Linked DNA regions of Macaca mulatta: region 1 is linked to region 2. The links are chromatin contacts, called in public Hi-C maps. All regions are on one chromosome and are shown on one strand. Each heading gives the region's core, a stretch centred on a gene start, on an enhancer-like site or on the middle of the called end of the contact. The rest is flanking DNA. Distances are from core to core; before and after follow the strand shown.

Region 1 (7,239 bases), core at 3,556-6,055, 660 kb before region 2:
GCCTTTAAAAGGCGCCCCAAGGAAAGCCACAGAACCCTATGAGAGAGCCTGTGTCTACAGGTGGAGAAAACCACTGCAGATACAATCTCCGCTGATTTCCCCCTTGGGATGTATTCTTAAATGCCTTCTAAGTCTCAGGGCTTTTTCTCCTCAGCTTTGTCACAGAAAGCTCTTAAAGCCAGCTCCCTATGTGTGGGAATAATAAAGAAAACATGCTTGACAACCCTCTCCTCCTCCAAGCCCTAACAAAGAACTTTTGCTTTCCTGACTCATTTTCTGTGGAGTTCCTCATAGCCTCTGCTGAGACTCTCACAAATCCCAGCTTGGGTCCTTGCCTCCTGTAGGTGGGAGCGTCTCGTTTTGTTTTCACGTGGTTTATCTGGTCAGGCGGGGAGGTTACAGCTGGTCCCCTAAGTGCAGAGACTGTGGGCCTCCAACATTGAGAATGGGGGAACCGGGTGTCTGGGAACCTCCAGGAGCTGCCAGGAAACTGCTGGACACTGGCAAGTGCTCTAAGCAGCCAATTAGTGACTTAATGTCCTGGGAAAGTCAGTTTCAGGTGAGTTCATTTTCATGCTGATGTCATTATGCAAGAGTTTAGAAGCGTTTTCTCACCCTTGTCTGCAGGTTGGAATCACTTGGGTATTTTTCAAATGCTGCCGCCTGGGTTGCACCCCAGGGATTCTGATTTAACTGGCCTTGGGTGCATCCTAACTGTAGGTTTTAAAAGCTTCCTAAGTGATTATGTTTAGAGGAGGTTGAGAATCCCTAAGTTAGGAAGTAAAGACCTACAAAGGGATAAAGACTCACATGCTATAAATATCAGATATATCACAGTTACTGGGGAAGAGATTGGGGGCCAGAAAAAAATGGAGTCTTCGATCCCCTTCAGCCTCACTTTTGACTTAGGTGGAACGACAACACAAAATTCGAAACAAGACCATCAGGGATACTACTCCTGGATGACAATCTTCTAAGCTAGGAAGAGCCCACTTCCAGAATAGGATTTGTAAAGTACATCAGTAAAGTAGCAGAAAAATGTTTTTAGTAATAATAATAAAAAAAATGTAAAAGTGTTTTACACTGGTGAACAATGATAGTAAAATGTCCTAATCCCAAAGGTAATATGATTCCACCTCAGGAAACTGACTTCTCCCTCACCCCACTTCTCCCTTTTTCTAGTGACATCTGTCTCTTCCTCCTCAAGTTCTGACTATTTTGTAATAAATAAAAGCTACCACTCTGAATACGGTCATGCACCACATAATGATGTTTCGGTCAACGAGGGGCTGCATATATGAGAGTAGCCTCATAAGATTATAATAGAGCTAAAAAATTCCTATGGCCTGGTGATTTGTCTTACAATTGTTGACAGTATTCAGTACAGTAACATGCTGTACAGGTTTGTAGCCTAGGTGTTTAGTAGGCTATACCCTCTAGGTTTGTGTAAGTACTATACACTGTATGGTGTTTTCACAATGAAGAAATCACCTAACGACACATGTCTCAGACTTTATCCCCCTTCGTTAATCAACAAATGACTGTATAGCATTTCTTCACTAACTTCTTCAATATTCCTACGGGCTCCAAACTCCAGACAACCTAAAGTGTCCTAAAAGGGAATGTGATCAATACACTACCAAAAAAACCATATATACCAGATTTAGGGGCAGTTCCCCAGTGGGAAAAATAAGCAAAACAAGATCCAAGAAGGTCCCTCCCCTGCTGCTTCCCACACCAGCTGACTTTAAATAACTTCTTTTCCATTTCTGCCCCACCCCATTCCAGTGCTCCCTTCAACAAGACTTTTCAATAAAGACATGTTAGCACTGCATAGTTATAATAATTATTAACCTTTTTTTTTTTTTTTTTTTTTTTTAAGAATTGTAGTAACCTTTTTCTCCCTCTTTTGCCTTCAGTCTTACTGGGCTATTTTCAAATTCTCTGCATTCTTTTCCTTATAAGGACTATCTTTCCTTGATCTATCAGCAGCTCTTTTGAAAAAGCTAAATAAACGTCCTGCTGGAGAATTTGCGGGAGGCAGGCATCTTTCATTTAGCCATATATAGAGCAGGCATCTGATCTGCATTATACAAAGTAGGCTCAGAGTTATATATGGTTTTTGGCTCTTTTTCCAAAGCCAGGTAGTTTATAATTTAAATGTTTTAGCGAAATCAGTGCTTCCCCCAAATCCCCTTTCCAGGAACCTTTTCACTGAAAATTTCTTTTTGTCAGATTCTAAATGTCCTCTCTGGATTTCTCATTTACAAAGCACACCTGGACATACATCTCAAGCCTTTCATTCTACAAAGGCCTTTACTAATTTCAAGACCTGAGACCCTTCAGTTATTTGCATGTTACTTTCATATAAAAAAGTCTGCTGTTGCCCTTGGTGTTTCAACTGCTGGCATAGCTTTCCCTGTGCTCACGCATTCTTGGAATTGTTACCAACTTCCCAAGGAATTCTTTTCTAATTGGGCCTCTAGGCTTAATTAGCTTTTAGCATGGAATCCAATGGTGTGAAAAGAAATTGGTCCTTTGGCTTGACTTTCTGAGGCAGAAGAGGCAAGCCCTCAATTAAAAAGCTTCCAAAGGGCAGTGGACAAAGAGCTTAGGAGGGCCTTAGCTGTGTGCATCACCCCTGCAACTATGTGGCGGTTGTCAAAAGGCTGACAGGTGGGGGCGGGGCCAGCAGGAGGGGCAGGGGGCAGCTAGCTCACTATACCATATAAAGCACTGAGCTATATATAACTCACAGCTTACTTTCTGGACCTAGTGCCTTCAGACTGCAGACCCAAGCAAGTATCATCTTCCCAGGCAGATCTTAAGGGGTGGATTAAGGCTTACGCTAGTGAGAAAGGAAGCCTCAAAGTGTCTCTGTGCCTCACCATGAAGTGCAACCTTCTAAGTAAAAGTACCATTGTGTCATTTCTTTCATTTAGAGGCCAGGTTCTCTGAGCCCTGACTAGACCCACCACCAAAATCCAGAACTTCCCACCCACTGGAGAGGGCAAAAGGAAAGAAAGTGAAGAAAACCTGGCATTCTCTCCACAAAGCTTGGTGACGACATCTCAGGGTTTTCTGCCACCAGGGAAGTGAAGTTCACCTCCAGAGTCCAATTTCAGCTGCTCTATTCTCCCAGCCTCTCATCTACCCACCTCCACCCCCAGGGAGGTAAAGGAAAGGAGAAGAAGAGAGGAGTGGATGAAATATAAATGAATGTGTGCAGTAGCAGTCAGAGGCGGCATCCAATGCTCTGGGCCATGGCAGGGCTGTGTGCAGGTGTCCCGCAGGAGAAGGTAACCTTCCTCCATTGCTCTCCAGCCCTGTGGTGACCGCAGAGTGGCCACGCAGGCAAGAGGTGAGGGAAGCAGTGTGAGCGTGCACTTACGTCGGTGGCCTTTTTCTCTGCCAGCTCCAGCTTCTCCTGGGCATCTTTGAGAGCCTCAGAGTATTTGTCCAGTTCATCTTCGGTGCCCTTGAGTTTCTTTTGCAGTGACACCAGCTCATCTTCCAGCTGGGATTTGGCCAGGGGGTACGGGGAGGGAGGGGGGTGCAGCAGGCAGCGTGATCCCGAAGGGGAGGGGTGTGGGTGCACAGAACCAGAAGGACAGGGACAGCGGGAGAGACAGAGGGAAAGACAGGGAGAGAGAGAGAGAGAAAGAGAAAGAGTTAGCCATTCGTGCGCCACGCTGTGCCGCGCGCCCCGGGTACCTTGGCGGCGGCCTCCTCGGCGGCCAGGAGGCTGTCCTCCGCCTTGTGCAGCTCCTCCAGCACCCGGTCCCGCTCGTCCTCCGACACCCGCAGCAACTTCTCCTTGGCCGCGATGTCCTCCTCGAGCTGGGGGCAGCGGCGGGCGGGCGCGGGCGGCCGGCACGGACCGGGTGTTAGACACACACAACACACGGGCATCGGGTTGACTGGGGCCCCTGGGGCTCGGGGCACCGCCGCCGAGATGGAGTGCAAGGGACCCAAGGTAACTTTCTCTTTACCCGAGCTGGAACCGCTCCAGGGCTCACCCCGCACACCCACCTGCCCTGGGAGGAGACTTCTGCCGAGGTCTCAGCGGGCTCAAGTCCACTACTTGGGGACACAGAAGAACGCCACTGCTGGCCTGGCTTTCGGGCTGTAGCCTCCATTCCGTCCCATCTTTGTTCTTTGGTAACAACTCCACGACTCCCCTTTCCTCCCCAAGTTTAACGTTCCTTTCTCCCCAGTCAAAAGTCAAATAACTTATAACACTTGAATTACTCGACACCCTTTCTCCATCCCGCGCCCTTCCTTCAAACGTCCCCAGGAACCGGGTGTCCTCCTCCCTGCCCCAAACTGATTCCCAGTCCTGAGAATAAAGCGCCTCTAGGACTTGACTTCGCGGGTCATGGGAACCAGAGAAGGGAAATAAGCGTCCTCAGATCAGACTACAAAGTTAGACTAAGCCTGGCTTTTGCATTTCCCTTCCTTCTTTCCAGACGCGCGCCCTGGCCGCCCTGGGTGGTGGTGGGGGTAGGGTGGTATCTCCCCGAGTCCTCGGGGTGGGGATCCAGCCGGGGGTGCCAGGCTCGGGTCCCCGCACTCGGGGCGCGGGTTCAGGGCCGGGGAGGCGCAGACCTGCTTGCTCCTGTCTTCCGCCGCCTTCTTGTCGGCCTCCGCCTGCTCAGCTCGATCCAAGGCGTTCTCCTTGTCGAGCTTCAGCATCTGCATCTTCTTCTTGATGGCGTCCATGGTGGCGGCTGCGAGGGGCCCTGGGGCTGCGGCAGGAGCGGCGGGGCGAGCGCGCGATCGGGCGGAGGAGCGGGAGTGCGAGCGCGGAGCCGCCTGCTGCTCCCAGATATGTACTTTCCCAAGGGGGCGACCGCATTCCTCAAGACAGCCAATACTTTTTTGGAAAAGCTTTTTTCTCCTGCCCCCCTTCCTCCTCTCCTCCCTCCGCCCCGTGCCCCCTCCCCGCTCCTCCCGCGGGGGCTGCTCGCCCATTCGCTGCCGGCCGCCGGCCTCCCAGTTGACGGTGTATATGACTATATATGGGGACCCGAGCAGCCGAGTCGGCTGCCGAGCAAGGCCGCCCTGTTTCTAAACCTGCGCGCCAGGGAGAGGGCGTTGGGGCCGAGCCGAGGCTAAGGCGCAACCCTCTTCCCTCCGCGCCCCCTTCTCTCAGGGCCGACACCCCGCCATTTGGATCCCCAGCCGAGCCCGCTGTGAGCCGCCGGAGGCTGGGAGAGCGCGGGCCAAGTGGTGGATGCGCGTCGCCCCCCTGGGCCGTCCCCCGGCGCGCTGAGCCAAAGGCCGGGAGGCTTCCCAGCCGTGCCGCACCCCGCGTCAGGGCCGGTGCGCTCTCGGCACCCGCCAGCGCCTCCCAGGCAGCTCTCAGCCAGCCAGGTGTCATCCTGGGCGCTCACGCTCTGGAAACTCAACTGAAACAGAGAAAGGGAGAACGTGGGAGAAAGCCTGGGGCGGCTTCTGAGACTTTCTCTGCGGGCGCGGGTCAGAAAGGCAGGGGGCGGCACAGCGACAGCACACGGAGTCTTGTTTTCTGCGTGCCCTTTCCCCCAGCGGAGGTGACAGTCAAATACTTTAGGGACACAGGACTCAGTGGCGTACTTCTGTGCTTGCTGTGCGGTGCCTCCAAAAAGGTGTACGTGTGTACGTGTGTACGTGTGTGTGTGCGGGTGGCAGTTTAAGGGGAAAGAACATTGAGTTTAGACTCACGCAACTTGGTCTGTGGTCTCTACTCTGCCACCAGCAACTGTGTGAACTTGTTTGCTGCCCGCGGCTTTCTCAACTTTAAATCTAGGGTGTAGATGATCTCCGAGGTCCCTCCAGATCTAACTTGTTATAATTTTTCTTGCACTGATTTTAGGGAGTCGGCCTTTCCATGTTAGATGCTTAGGTGCCAGGTTTCGGAAAACGTGGGATCGGCGTTATCCCGGCTAAGTCATTGCATCCGCAGCCGCAATTCTGAGGAGGGAGCAGGCCCGGCTTTGCCATGTGAGCTGTGCTTGGAAGCGGGAGGATTTTTCCCCCAACACTTCTTATTTTGAACTCTACTGCTCCCATCCCCCAAGGGGGAAAGCCTGCTTTTTTTCAGAGCTTCAGTGGGAGGGGAGGAGAGAGGGCTGCCCCCAAGCCCTGAGCTCAGCTGAGGCACGGTTGGTGAGGGTCTTGTTAACAGTCCCCACAGAATAATTCACAGTCTGTACTGCATGGTTACCGAATATTCCCCGGACGGTATCTGAGCAGATTAGGCAGGCCAAACAACTTGTAAGTCCTTCAGAGAATGATCAAGTTCCTCTCCAGGATTTTATCGGGTCTCTTCCACTAACCCAACTGCCCAGGAGGGAAAAGATACACTGACACTGACCTAACGGTCAGAACATTAGAGCTGTGTGCATAGGGGCTGCATGGCACAGAAATTGACCACAGCCCTTTAATCACAGTACGTCAACCCAGCCACCGGAACAGTGACAAAGTTCCCGGCATGTGGACAATATCCAGATGCGTGGACTCCAGGGAGCTGACTCCCCATGTTGGAGCTCAGCAGAGGAGGCAAGAATAGGGAGTTAGGAGTCAGTTTCAAGGATCCAAACCTGGCCTGGTCACTTCCTTGCAGTGTGACCTTAGCCATGTTACAATCTCTCTAAGCCTTTTTTGTCACTTATAAAAAGAGGCAACTGAACTAGAGAAGCTCCTTGCGGGACCACACGTTACTGACTTCTTTTCTCACTGTGCCATATGTAGCCAAGGAACTCATTAACGTTTCCTTAAATGAAATCATGCTACAAGCAACTTTTTAAACATGCGATTATTGAGTACCTGCTATATACTAGGCAGGTACTAGGCTCTGGAATCCAAAGAATGAGTAGCACAGGTCTATGTCCTCCAGGTGTTTGGCTTGAGCAGGGTATAAGAATTCACAGGAGGAAGAAATAGAAATGACTAGGTCAGAGCAGATGAGAAAAGCTTCTCTGAAAAGGTGGTGTGGTTTTTAAACTGATTTCAAAGGAAGGGTAGCAGTTAGCTAGAGAGGAGGGCCATTGTATGAGTCAAGGAAAGAAAAAGGAATGTTTTGTGGTGGTTGGACAGTAGGATTTTGGGGGTGAGTGGGGACATGAGACAAAAGGAAGGTTGGGGCGGTATGATAAAGGGCCTTGAATTCCAGATTCAGACATTCAGACCTTATTGTGTAGTTTAAAGCCATCTCTTCTCTTCTTTTCACCTCTTCCTCTCCCAGACTCCCTCACC
Region 2 (6,498 bases), core at 475-2,974:
AGAAAACATTATGACTCAAAAGTTCTGGAGCAATAATGTCACAGATCACAAGTTGTAGACACTGTCTCAAGAGGCTGGACATGCCACACACATATCACAACACCACCTCACAGACTGGTAAACAGACAGGCAACTTCCCAAAACACATACTCGTTTTCTAACCTTTTTAAGTTACAAAATCTTAAAAGGAAAAAAAAATGCAAGAACTTTGGTCAAGTTATGAAGTTATGACAATAAGAATCAGGTTGGCTGGGCGCGGTGTCTCATGCCTATAATCCCAGCACTCTGAGAGGCTGAGGCAGGTGGATCACCTGAGGTCAGGAGTTTGAGACCAGCCTGGCCAACGTGGTGAAACCGTGTCTCTACTAAAAATACAAAAATTAGCTGGGCTTGGTGGTGCGTGCCTGTAATCCCAGCTACTTGGAAGGCTGAGGTGACAGAGCAAGATTCTCTCAAAAAAAAAAAAGGAATCAGGCAAGCGGCAACAAAACACAATTTATAACAATTCGTTGAGAGAGGCATAAAAAAATAGATAAATATTAAGGTAGTAAACTTGGGAATAAAGATTGGAGGGTTCACAATAAAGCTTCTCTTTTTTATTATGTAAGGTTTAACATGTATAAAATATATGTGGCATATATGTAGTTATAAAGCATAATGCTAAAATGCATAAATACATTTAGATGCATAGATTTTTTTTCTGAGAATAGTTGGTAAAAATGTATATTGTTCACCACCTGTAATCGTCCTTTACTACTCTAGAGAACCAATGATGTTCGAGGAGTGAAGGGTGAAGGAGGGGAAATCAAATTACTTTTGAGACAGAAAAGAAAGATACTGACTAGAAAATGACATACCCACCTCTTCCTAAACCCTAACTTCACTTAAAAATACTCTAGGGAACAGTGTTTGGAAAAACCTGAATGAGTCAGCAGTAGGTGAGTTCAAAACACATATATAGCCTATGCCTGTACAGAATATCCCTGGTAACTCATTCAACAGGGTCACGCTGTTAAAAAGTTCGCTTTCTCTTTCGAGGTAGAAGCCCCACATCAATGCCAAAAAGAGAGACCCTCTAATACTCTTTGGAAACTCCCTGATAACTTGAATGGGTACAAAGGCAGAAAGAAACCAGTGGCTTCACCAATCTGAAGAGACCTGTTTCTATGATTAAGGTACTCCCTCTAAGACTGGAAACTTAAAACGGATGGAGGCTTTCTGCAACTGACTTCTCTTCTAAATTAGCTATGCTAATTTTGGAAAAATGTATCTTGGGTTCTGGGTGTTTTCCACTATTCTAGTGCTCAATGGAAAAAAAAAAAATCATTCGTGTAGGCATCCCTCTTCTCTGAAGGCCACTTGTCACACCCACCACCATCCTCTGATTTTGCATAGAGGTCCCAAATAAGCAATCAAGGTAGATAAAATCTTGGCTGACATTCATATCGGAGACATTTTTGCAGGCGCTTCATGAAATGAATCAGGGAAAGAGCTGCCTAACACCTAACATCTCCAGGCACATCTCCCACAGGAGAGCCTCTCCCCTCCCTCTGCACACTTAACCCCCAACCCCAGAGGTTTCTGTGGTCCCTTCTAGCCTCCTCAATGATGAAGACCCCAAGTGCGGACACGGCCTTAATACTATGACATCATTTCGGTAACACGCCAAGGAGAACACGTTCCTGCAGTTGGCTGCGTGTAGGTCAGCAAACACGCCCGTGCCCTGCCCCTTCACAAAGCAGAGGTCACAGTCTATTTCAAAAGTAAAGATTCCCCACTCCCGCTTCCCCCTCCCTCCGGAGAGGTCGCTGCCTCCACGCTCTGGAGAAGGGACGTCAGCATGCAACCTGACAATGCCACAACTCAACACACGCAGGTACTATTAGAAGGAATAGTAAGTGGTACTTACAGTACCAGGGCAATTTACGTGTATTTTGGGGTCCACTTCTCCAGGACATCATCCCTACCCAACAACACCAACACTTCAGTTCATTCCTCTCTCATCTTCTGGAAAGACAGAAGTTTTCACTATGAGACACAGGAATTCTGGCCTAAGTTGTCCCAGTCCTTCACGGACAGCAAGAATCCAAGTTTCCCCACGCGTCACCTGAAGCCCCAACTTCTGGAAACGCCCTCCTTTCCTCGCCTCCACGAGCTGCGAGAGCAGAACATGCAGCCGCGGGCGCTACTGCTGTCGCCGCCAAAGTCAAGGAGGCGACTGGAAGCTCAGGCTGGTCGGCGGCCTCGGGGCGACCACAGGCAAGGCCCTGATCCCGATCCACGAACCAAGGCGCCTCATCTCCCCCAGGGAGTGAGCTCCCGCGCCCCTCGGAGTACCCAGGCGAGCCCGGGCGCCGGGAGAACGCTCTGCACTCAGCGCCCAGCCCCGGGACGCCGCCAAGCGCACGGCTCCGGCTGAGCGCCCGGGCAGCGGTAGGTGCGGGAAAGAGGGGCGTGTTCCCTGAGACTCCGAGCCCCAAGGCCGGGTCCAGGCGGGACAGGGGAAGGCGGCAAGCCGAGCACGCTGTCCGTGACGACGGCTCTCGGCCCCAAGCCCCGCCGGCTGGCGTGGCGACGCGCTGTAGCCCGCGCGCCCTTGCAGGGACAGCAGCCGTGAGCGCCTTGCGCGGCCGCCTCCGCGCCTGCCTCGGCGCGCAAACTTTCCCAGCGATAACCGCTCAGGCCTCTCCGACGGGGGCGCGGCCCTCTCCCCGGGGCCCAGAAACGGCTTGCCCCCTCCCCTCCGCAGCTAAAACCCACTGAAAATATGGCGCCCTCGAAAGTCGTTCCTTGGTCCCATCAGAGATCCCGAAATACTCGTTTCCAGGTCCCTCCAGCTTCCAATGGGTGCAAAATTTCAGCTCGTGGGACCGAGGAAGGAGAGGGAGCAGCTGAGTCTGTGTGAGGCCAGCAGCACTGGATGCAAAGCCTGTCCCTGCTTTCGGCCCGGCACTGCCCCCGTCGCTCAGCGGCCAGCAGTTCGCCCGTGGCGAGACTGCCAAGTAAGACAGTCGTGGGATCGGCAGGTCTGAGTGTCCGGCACTGGAGAAGGAACTCCGCACTGGAGGGCTGTCTTAGCCCAGAGCCTCGGCGGGAGACTTGTTTGCGAAGTGGCGCTGGAGTCCCGGCGGCCAGTGCTGGAATGAAGCCGCTCCGCCCGCGCCAACTCTCCTGGCGCGGGGGCCCGGCCGGGGTCGAGGGGACACTCTATGCAGGCGGGGCCGTTTTTCAAAGCCCAGTTACCGGAAACCCAGCGAGAGCCCCGGAGGGGACCGGCTGCCCACGGCCAGGAATCCGCTCTCTGGCGCCGGCTGCGAAGCTGTTTGCAAACCGCTGCGCCCGGGTCCAGTGCAGTTAAACATACATGTGCAATAGACAGGTGCATTAATATCATTTTATTTTTATTTTCCTGCAAGAAGCCCTCCTAGACCATCAAATCTGGGAGCTTTACGGGTTTTTCCTGCATTGGCATCACTCACGAGAAGCAAAAGGGAGGAAAAAAAAAACACCCACATTTTCCTTCTGGAGAGGGGAGGGAAAAGATACGAGAAATTCATGCAACGTGCATGCAGCTGGAGGAAGAGGAAAACCCGAGTGAGCCGTGCGCCTTACCGGGGGATGCATTTACTGTCTCATTGCAGAGCGCCTGCCCGGGAGTGCAGCCCGCGTCCCCCCGCGCGCAGGGCGACCACTCCGCTCCCGCAGCCGCCTCAGCCACTGCCGCCGCCGCTGGCTCCGGGCGCGGAACAAGAGCCGAGGGCGAGCGCGAGCGCACTGCCCGCGAGCGCTGGGAGGGCAGGAAGCGCGTCATCATTCGGGGACGGCGCGGCTCCGGTCCGGCCGCTGCGCCGCGCTGCATCGGGGGTGGGCCGCCACCCAGGCTCTGGCGCCCCTGCTGGGTCTCTCCTCGCGTGGGGTGATGCTGAAAGGGTCCGTGAGGGAAGGCGATGCACAGGCCGAGCTGTCACGTGGAAGGGAGGCTCGGGGTGACCCCGGCTTCCCAGAACTGGGGCTCTGCTGTGTAAAGGGGATGACTGGAGGACCCAGCGTCTTGTGGGCTGGGGCCCCTAGGTCTGCAGAGTGCCCTCTCGGGACCAGTGGCCAGGTCCTGGGGGAAGCGAGGTGTGGCTGACTGGAGGGCCGTGGCGGGCGGTGGGGTCTTGCTGCGAAGCGGAGGGCCGTGACCCCAGGCGAGCCTGCTCCTTTCAGTACAAGGATCCTGAAACCTTGCTAGTCAGGGGTCACTTAGGAATTTAGAGAACGACTATAGGGATGAGTGGCGGAAGGGGTGTGCTCTATTGACAAGGAGAAAATAATTCACTCCTGTTTGCCATGCCCTGAATAAAGTCAGTTATATACCTCTTACATTTACAGTCATTATTAGTAACTACTGTAAATACCGTGGAACAATGTGAAGGTTATTCAAGGGGGTGAGGAGACAAAACACTATGTACCATATGGTCCCATTTTTTAAAACTGTGATTTCTAGAGAAAGGCAGAAAAGACTGGATAAAGAAACACCAATAAATCTCTCAGTAATTGGTGGAATTGTGAGTAATTTTACTTTTTTATTTATCTGTAAGGGACACATTAGTAATTCAAAAAAAAAGAAAGAAAACAAGAAAAGAATTAGCCATGACCCCTTTACTCCTAGCACTTTGGGAGGCCAAATCAGGAAGATATCAAGCCCAAGGAGTTTAAGATTGGCCTGGGCAATACAGCGAGACCCTATCTCCAAAAAAAATTTAAATTAGCCGGCTGTGGGGGTGCATGCCTGTAGTCCCAGCTACTGGGGAGAATGGTGGGAGGATCACTTGAGCCCAGGAGCTTGGGGGCTGCAGTGAGCGGTGACTGTACCACAGCACTCTGGCCTGGATGACAGAGTGGGACCCTGTCTCAAAAACGAAAGACGACATTATTTCCATCCCAATACAGAATGACCAGGAAATAGGTAGCAAATCTCTTCAGTTACTCAAATGAAACTGCTGGCAACTTTTTAGTGTTTCTCAGAGAAAGAAACTGCTGTCACCATAAACCAGAGAGTGAATTGATTTTGTAAATTGAAATGATTTTGAATAAGTCCATTGGGACATTGGATAAGGCTGGACACTCTGTGAGAACAATACCCTGTCCTTATCCAGGCCGATGAACCGGGTTGTATCATAACAGCACAGATAACCTTAGGGTACAACTTTGTAACTTATTGCAGAAAATAAACTGGAAAGCTAACAAAGTGCATTATCAATGCATAGTGAGAGAACCGATTACTTGGCAACTTGAGAAAGTCCTAAAAATTGCAGGGCACAATTTTTAATTGCACAGGTAAAGTATTTTTGTTCACCACACCTTTTTAAACATTTACCAGTCTGACAGAATAACTAGTGGTGACAGCAAGCCACCTCAGGGGATGATTAAAAAGTACATGTTTATTCATTTCTGTACAAGCCTGGTAATAAGCTCACTAAATTAATGCCACCTAAATTGTTCCCTGGTTTACTAACAAAGAATAACCATATTTTTATGGTCCAACTGCCAGGTTTACCTAAGAGGCTCATCTAGGAGAGGAAAAAATGGTTGCAACTAAAGTGATTTTCCCCTCCCACTTAGTCCTCCGTTCATAGGGCCCAATAACTTCCTATTAAGCATCTCAAAATCTTTCTGACACCTGGATTTCAAGATTTTCCATTACTTAATGCATCCTCCTGAAAGTATTCCCACACTTTTCCACTACCGATCAGCAGGATGCCATTCAGTATTAGAAGCTGTATTCCATGAGAGCAAGAACCTTATCTGTATCTCTGTGCCTGAAGGAGCCCGGCACATAATATTTAATAGGTACTCAATAAAAATCTGCTTTATGAAAATAGCCTATTTGTTCAGTACCTAGTTTACTAGTTGCTGAGATATTTGAAAAGTTATCTCTCCTATTAGAGTGTCAGCATAATTCTAGGATGCTGAGATCCTGTAGATTTATAGCCTTGGTTTGGTTCAGTTACTTTTCAAAGTTCCAGCTAAATCCTAAGGCATTCAGAAGGTGAGGTGCAGGTGTCTGAATATTTGTGCATTAATAATCCAAATAGCACTATTTTGTGGCTTTCCAAGGTCAATTAAATTCTTTTCCCCAGTGAGAAAGAACATCAACCTTACAACTCAGCTTTAGTTCTGGCTTCAAACCAGTTAGATTTGGACACTTCTTAATTTTACAGCTCCTTGTTTTTCTAACCACTCTTAGGGCTCCAAAATCATTTACTGTTTTTTTTTAGAGAAATCAACTAACCATTCTATGTCCTAGCATTATATTTTTCAAAAATTTCCCCAGTAGAAGTAAAAGCAATTTTACCAGTAACCTTTACTAACTTTTCTGAAATTGAGATGCCTCCCTAGACCTAAAAAGAGTTATTTCTAAATTTAGAGTTAGCTACTAGTAGTCTCTGTCTTTATTCACAGTGATCATAGTTCATTGTAGATCAGCAAAAAAAACAAAAACAAAAACAAAAT

What was found. Hi-C and Micro-C count contacts between places; a contact is called where the count stands out from the background.
Region 1: a Hi-C map of fetal cortex germinal zone shows a contact between it and region 2, with 4 times the contacts expected there. The contact joins the promoter of TPM1 here to the promoter of LOC144329913 in region 2. A contact is called at or near these places in 2 of 14 Hi-C or Micro-C datasets (fetal cortex germinal zone and fetal cortical plate).

What each region holds. Positions count from the first base shown.
Region 1 is chr7:40,386,069-40,393,307 of T2T-MMU8v2.0, reverse strand. TPM1 (tropomyosin 1) reads right to left here and starts at 4,805. Exons shown (of 9, transcript XR_013395649.1): 1 at 4,609-4,805; 2 at 3,392-3,517.
Region 2 is chr7:39,725,888-39,732,385 of T2T-MMU8v2.0, reverse strand. LOC144329913 reads left to right here and starts at 1,724. Exons shown (of 1, transcript XM_077939531.1): 1 at 1,724-4,618. The coding sequence starts at 1,841. The coding sequence ends at 2,419. TLN2 (talin 2) reads right to left here and starts at 3,748. Exons shown (of 60, transcript XM_077939530.1): 1 at 3,613-3,748.